Regions from separate parts of the Gossypium hirsutum genome. Here region 2 is linked to region 1. Evidence: chromatin contacts called from public Hi-C data. All regions are on one chromosome and are shown on one strand. Each heading gives the region's core, a stretch centred on a gene start, on an enhancer-like site or on the middle of the called end of the contact. The rest is flanking DNA. Distances are from core to core; before and after follow the strand shown. Region 1 has its middle 8.3 kb from the start of LOC121216018. Region 2 holds the start of LOC107952027 (mitogen-activated protein kinase kinase kinase 3).

Region 1 (3,665 bases), core at 853-3,352:
TATTGTTTAATATAAAATTTAATATTTTGATGATTAAATTTTAAATCTTTTGATAATTCGTAATAAAAATCAGAATTATAAAAAAGTAATAAATAAATAACTATTTACCGCTTAGCATAATAATTTCATTTCATTTCTTTTAACATTATAGTATCCTTTAAACCATATATCATCCTATAACCAAGTGTAGAAATAACACTCTTTTAAGAAAAATAAAGATATAAATATAAAATAAAAATTTTATAATTCACATTGTGTAACAAATATATTATAAAATTTTATATAATTAATAAATAAAACTTTGTTTGAATTGATAAACTACAAAAGTTAAAAACTATAAAAGTTTGGGTTTTTTTTATTGTTATGTTTTATATAAAATATAAAATGATAAAAAAATCATCAAATACAATATAATTTGTAATGTTAGAGTTGTGTGACTTAAATTCCTGTTAAAATAAAATACAAGTGGCAAGATAGGGGTTCTACGAGGGCAAAGGCTAGTGCCGAAGTGAAATCCATATAGAAGTTTACTTCCTCTATTTGATGTTGATTAGAATAAAGTATTTTAACTTTACTGCATTACTTTTATTTGACTTTCATTAAATATAATTTTACAAACCTATAAATAAACGTAACCTATATTCCTATTGTAAAATTCGAATTTCGACATAGTAAATTTTATTCTTCTTTGCTCGTTGTTTTTTCCCGAAAGGATTTCCACGTAAAATTTTACATGTTCTTTTCTCTCTTTCTTTGCAATTCATTGTCATTATCGGCGTTCAATTTTTCACATGTAAAGTAAGAGTATTTTCATCAATACTCAATCGATTTAATGCTTGATTGGCTCATGACAGTAACTTAATCAAGTGCTTAATATATAGTATGAATAAAAGAAATGGGTAAACTACTTAATTAGCCACTGAATTTTTGCAAGTTCTTATTTTAGTCACCTAATTATGACAATTTTTAATTTGATCACTAAACTATTCGAATTTATTTTTATTAATCACTGTGTCACTAAGTTTGAAACAACTAGATGATGCGGCCATTATAAACTACATGAATGGTCACTCAACTATGAGAGTGTTTCTGTTTTGATAATCCAACTATATAAAAAATTATTTAGTCACTAATGTTTCCAAAATTAATTTTTTTAGTAACATGCCATTAAAGTTATAACAAACGTTGGACATGGCCTTTTTTTATTGGTCTAATAACAAATTTTACCATTCAATATTTATATGTTCTATCAATTTAGTCTTAATTCTAAAAAATATCAATAAATTTTAACTCTAAACATTCTTACTAGTGTTTGGCTCTAGAAAATTTTTTAATAGTTTTTTATTTGACGCTAGTAAGACTTGAGTTTTTTAGGCACAAAAGAACCACTATTTTAACATAAAAATTTACAACAAAAACAATAATAAACAACTTTCTGACGATTTATTATCTCTTTGGCGTCGGAAACTAAAAACCTTTGAATTTTCTAGTGTCGAAAAAACATTGTTTAATCTAAAGTGTTAAAAAAAAATTTACCAACAGCTTAAGATTTTTTGTGGCATAAGAAACTAGAAACCTTTGAATTTTATTGCAGTGAATAACACCACCTAACATGAAATTAATATATTTTGTAAATATTAAATGTTAAATTTTTTAAATTTTTTAAAAAGTTGAACTAATTTATAGATGATATAAATATTGAATGACTAAATTTGTTATTAAAGATATGGTGACTAAAAAAATTTAATGATTAAATTGAAAATTTTTTATAATTAGATAATTAAAACAAAAACATTCTCATAATTAAACCATCATTAATATAGTTTATGACAGTCATGTTATCCAACAGTTTCAAATTTAATGGCTAAAATTATAAATTTAAATAATTTAACGATAAATTAAAAATTTTCACCAAAATAAAACACAAAAAATTCAGTATATTGAAGGAAATTAACGTGGTATTCGTTTATCCTTTTTGGAGCGGTCGTATAATCACCGTTGATAAAAATCCGAATTTTGGATAACATATTAAGTAATGTAGTCCTCTCCACATGTTAATAGGGTGCAGTGTAGTGCTTTTTGTCCCTGTGCATCCGTGAGCCACACATTAATTAAATTTTTCTTTTTTCAGAAAACACACATTAATTAACTTTTATTCTATACGCTATACATGTTAATAGATTTGCTCCTAAATTTGACAATTTTCTCATATTAATCCCTAAATTTCTTTTATCATATTGGTTATTAAGGTTGGCATGTGTTATATAGACTGGTCTCTACATTAACACCGTGTATTTTTTTAAGAATTTGTTGATGTGGATAAGTATGGGGTTAAAATTTTATTTTTTATATATTCAATTTTTTTGAATTTTTTTCAAAATTTAAAGTTTTTTTTTAATGTTTTAAGAAAAATGAATCTACATGTCGTCCCTTTATTTCTTCACGTGTCGCTCTCATACTTGTCCACATCAGCATATTCTTCAAAAACAAATTGTGTTAGTGTAGGGATTAATATGTTTAGTGGATGTCAATTTTAGGGACTAATATGATTCAAAAAAAATAGAGGTCAATGTGAGAAAAGTTGCCAAATTTAGGGGTTAATCTATATATTAAGCCTTAAAAAACTAACGATGTTAACAATAAAGACCAATTTATGTAAGAGATGCCAACTTTAGGAAGTAATGCGATAAAAAAAAGTTTAGAGCCAATTTGAGAAAAGTTACCAAATTTAGGGGTCAATCTATATATTTAGCCAAAAAAAAAAACTAAAGTATAACATTCCTTTGAAGTATTAGTTATAAGTTTAAACTTTGATATTGTATTTTTTTTAAGTAGTTTTTTAATTTTTACATAAATATTTATTGAAAAGAATATTTTAGTTATTTTCTACTGACTTTGATCCAATTAGAGGGAGATATATGCGCTCTTCTGGTTCTAGCCTAGCCCACAGGATTATGATAAAAAGTTCACTGTTTTTGGATTTATTCAAATTAACTTTTTTTCTTCAAAAGAATTTGTTTTTGGATCATTCAAATCAAATTTATTGGTTTAAAGTTTTGCTACTTTTTTTTTAATAGTGAAATACTCATTAAGTCCTTATCAAATTTGTCAGTTCCTTCAATTTTTTTTACTAACTAAATTCTGGATTTTGTAAAAAAATAATTCCAGCATAAAATAAAATTTATCATATTATTACAAAAAAATGTTTTAACTTTTATAAGGGAAATTAGTAAAATTTAAAAATTTATCACAGTATTTAGAATATATGTCTGCATTTAAAATTTCATGTAATAAATGTTTTATATGAAATAGAAAATTTGAAACTAATAATAATAATCAGATTATGGTAAATTCATAATATGCGTGAAAAATAAAATTATGTAATAAATATGTCTTTTTAAAAATTGATATAAATAATAAATGAGGTTTTAGCTTAATGGTAAAATATAAATCATAAATATGGAAAATTAAAGAGACATGGATTCAAATTTTATTGTGTGTATATATTTTTTTATTTTTTATTTTTGTAAAAGATATAAAATGATAAAAATTCCCTCAAAATAGTATAATTCACTTTGTAAAGTGAGGATATTTTTGTCTTTTCTAAATTGAGTTGATACATGATTAACTCATGATATCAATTTAATCAACGGTTTATGATAAAT
Region 2 (3,455 bases), core at 454-2,953, 120 kb after region 1:
AAATTTAATTAATAATCCATAACGATAAATCGTGTCGTTGCAATGAATAAATATAAAATTAAATTAAGTAATAACATTTTAAGGCTATTACTAATATTTTAGCGTTTAACAACTCTTCTAGTCGTTACAAATTTCATTAACAATTCACTTTGTTGTAACAACATTTTAAGGTTCTTACTAATATTTTAAGGTTTAGCAACAACTTGTTTAGTTGCTATACCTTTTACTAATAATTCATCACGACAAATCGTGTTGTTACTATTAATAGAAAGAAAATTAAATTACACGACATATGTTAAAGTCATTGCTAACTTTATAATATTTAGCAATAATTTAATTTAGTTATTGTAATTAGTATCTTAAAAAATTAAATTTAACATCTACAAATTAAATACTCATTTTTCTTGTAGTGTGTACGAGAATAACCAATCATCTGCCGAGTTTAATGTCTTTGAAACAATGGCCAAAACTGTGAATTCTAATGTCAAAAGTTTCCATATGTTTTCATGCATAATTAAAAGGTCCACCCTAAATAAGAAAACTAACATACATCATCATATAGGTTGTGGACATTTAACAGAAAAGGAAAGGCAGCGGTTTTCCACCATAAGAGGAGGGGGGGGGGAGTTGCTGGTTTTGCAAATTGTTTAGCTGACAAAGACAATTCATCAATGCAGTAAGGTCCACTTCGGTTTTATTATAATGGGACACAAAACCAATAATATCTAAAATGTAGCGGAGAGCATTTTGACGCCATGTATTTCATCAATAATTTATCCACTGCCATGTCCACCAGGGCGGCATGCATGCAGTTGAAACCAAGTTGATGAGTACTGAATGTTGTCTTCGTGGCTTGCACTTGTTTGAATTTTCCAAATCTGTGTTTTTCTCATGGAAGCAATTTTCTGTATTGGAGAAGTTGCAGACAAGTCAAATGTGCAGAAGAAGACAAAGCATTAAAACCAAAAAGCTTATGTCTGTCTTTCGAAAGGTGACATTTAATAAGTTAGGGTTGGAATTGTTGGGTTTTCTAACACTTTTCTTCTATTAGCAAGTTTCCCTCCATTAACAAGTTACAATCCTTTCCTATATAAAAAGAAAAGGTTGTCTGATACAACAAGATGCAAGATCTTTGTTAGTGATTGACTGTTAAGGAAAAAAGTGGTTAATGGTATATTTAAGGACAAGGCTGTGCAGTTGAAAAGATGCTCATAATTGAATGTATTTGATCTGCTCTGATTTATTGTTTTAAAATGGAGAATTTAAGAAGTGACAATATGTTTTTCTGTTTTGCTTTGGAATCATAAATTCGTCATCATTATGTAATAATCTGACCAATCTTTTGCTCTTATAATGAACATATAAAGGCTAATTGCAGATAATCAAAGAGTCAAGTAAATGTCCTTAGATATATGCTTATTTTCGAAGTTTCTTCCAAGTAATATTGATTTCCTATCCAAAAACAAACCAAAAATGGAGAAGACCTGACTCTATCCAGGTACCATCCATTTTAATTCGAAAATCAAAAGATACCTGAAGTTAATTTTATATCAAAAATGGATTGTCATAAAATTTTACCGTAGGATTGGACGTACATTAAATCATTTCAAACCACCAAGTAGCCAGTGGAAGGCCTCGGTAGATAAACACACCCGTGTATATACAGGCAAGCACGCGGTATCACATTAATGTTAACCACTATATAAACAAGTGGGTTCATAAAGCACAACTTCAGCCTAAAACTTACTTAGTTCTTCCTCACACAGTGCTTTATTATATGGAAGAAAAGAGCATGAAGAAAACATATACAACAAGGAACAACAATAAACATAGCATGGAGAAGCCAAAAGGCTTGCATGAAGCAGCTGCAGCGAGTAAAAAATCTCCGAGAAACAGTTATGATATTGAAGTTCATCCAATCTCCTTTCATGGGTGTTCAGTGTTGTGGGATTCTGATTCAGATTTAGGAAGTAAAAGTAGGGAGAAGAAAGCTTATCCATTGCCACAGCCTTCAGCTTCTTCATGTAGGGCATCAATGGAGTCCCATCAAAGGGGTTCAAGTTTTGGTTCAGAAAGGGTGTCAGTTTCAAGTGTTACCTCAAATGAATCTTCTGATGATGATGATGATGATGATGATATTCATGGGGATTTCAGTTCCTTCAGGTTTGTAGCTTATATTCTCAAGTTCCTTAAAAAACTTGTTTCATCTTCTGTTTTGCTCATGAAGATCAAATAATAACTATCTGATACAGATTTTAGTGAAAATTCCATAAATTTCCACTCAATACTGGTTTGATTTTCAGAAAACTTCACCCTCTTTGTTTTATATTTCTTTATCAAATTATATACAACATTAAAAAATAATGAAAATATTGAATTATTATAAAATTAAATTATATTTAACTTTTAAGTAAATTTAGGCATTTTAAACTAAAAAGAAATTGATTAAAAATTAAAGAAAAAAATGATAAAATGAATTGCTTCAATGTTACAGTAAACAATCGAATATATTTAGCATAAAAAATTATTAACAAAAACAAAAAAGTAAAATAGAAGATATAATTATCATTTATGACAAATTATTTAACATATAATTTATAATTTAAGTGCCTGAAAAGCTATGTGCAGAAATGTGTCGGTTATCATCTACCAAACTTGTAATACTAATTAATGTATTTTCTTTTGCCTTAATGAAGAAAAGGCAAATATAATAGCTGGATATTTTATACCGTTCATCTGGTGGTTCCCCTGTTGTTAACATCATTAAAGCTACGGTGCTCACATGATTCTTTTAGAAAATATTAATATAAAAACTCTGATATATAAGTGACATAGTTTATGATTTGGTTGCAGAGTATATGAAGAAAATAACAGCAACTTATGGTCAAAAGGCTCAAATTCAGGATCAAAAGCTTCGTATATGCATCAATCACCTCGATATCTGTCACCATGGGATGCCAGTTTAGAGTCCCCAACTGAGAAACATCCATGTCATCGTCTTCCCCTTCCTCCTCCTACTTCACCTAATAAACCTCCAAAGAAATCTCCATCTAAATGGAAGAAAGGGAAGCTTCTAGGAAGAGGGACATTTGGACATGTTTATGCTGGATTTAATAGGTAAAATATTTGATATAATTTCATTGCCCTTTCATATGAATGAATTCAAAAGAAAAAGCTTTATATATTACTTTTTCCAACAGTGAAAATGGAACAATGTGTGCAGTGAAGGAAGTTAAGGTCATTACAGATGATCAAACATCAAAAGAATGTCTCAAACAACTGAACCAGGTTGGTCTGGTTTTTACAAAATCTCAGTGTCTTAAAACATCGTTTCTTTCATGGCAATGTTTGGGGGTTATTGATTAGAATCTTTTTCTTCTAATGCGAAACAGGAGATATCCTTGCTTAGTGAGTTGTCTCATCCAAACATTGTCCAAAATTATGGGAGTGAACTG

What was found. A called contact is a pair of places that touch in the nucleus more often than the background predicts.
Region 2: a contact with region 1 is called in a Hi-C map of leaf, with 4 times the contacts expected there. The contact joins the promoter of LOC107952027 here to the enhancer-like site in region 1. A contact is called at or near these places in 12 of 34 Hi-C or Micro-C datasets (anther, fibers, hypocotyl and 3 more).

The regions. Positions count from the first base shown.
Region 1 is chrA02:12,108,544-12,112,208 of Gossypium_hirsutum_v2.1, forward strand. No RefSeq gene overlaps it. Among protein-coding and RNA genes, the nearest start is that of LOC121216018, 8.3 kb to the left of the region's middle. Within about 2 kb of position 2,103, at least 1 of the 9 cell types and tissues checked has an H3K27ac peak or open chromatin away from gene starts, as enhancers often do. A contact at or near this core is called in leaf, where this site is marked.
Region 2 is chrA02:12,227,560-12,231,014 of Gossypium_hirsutum_v2.1, forward strand. LOC107952027 (mitogen-activated protein kinase kinase kinase 3) reads left to right here and starts at 1,704. Exons shown (of 8, transcript XM_016887265.2): 1 at 1,704-2,163; 2 at 2,854-3,117; 3 at 3,201-3,288. The coding sequence starts at 1,778.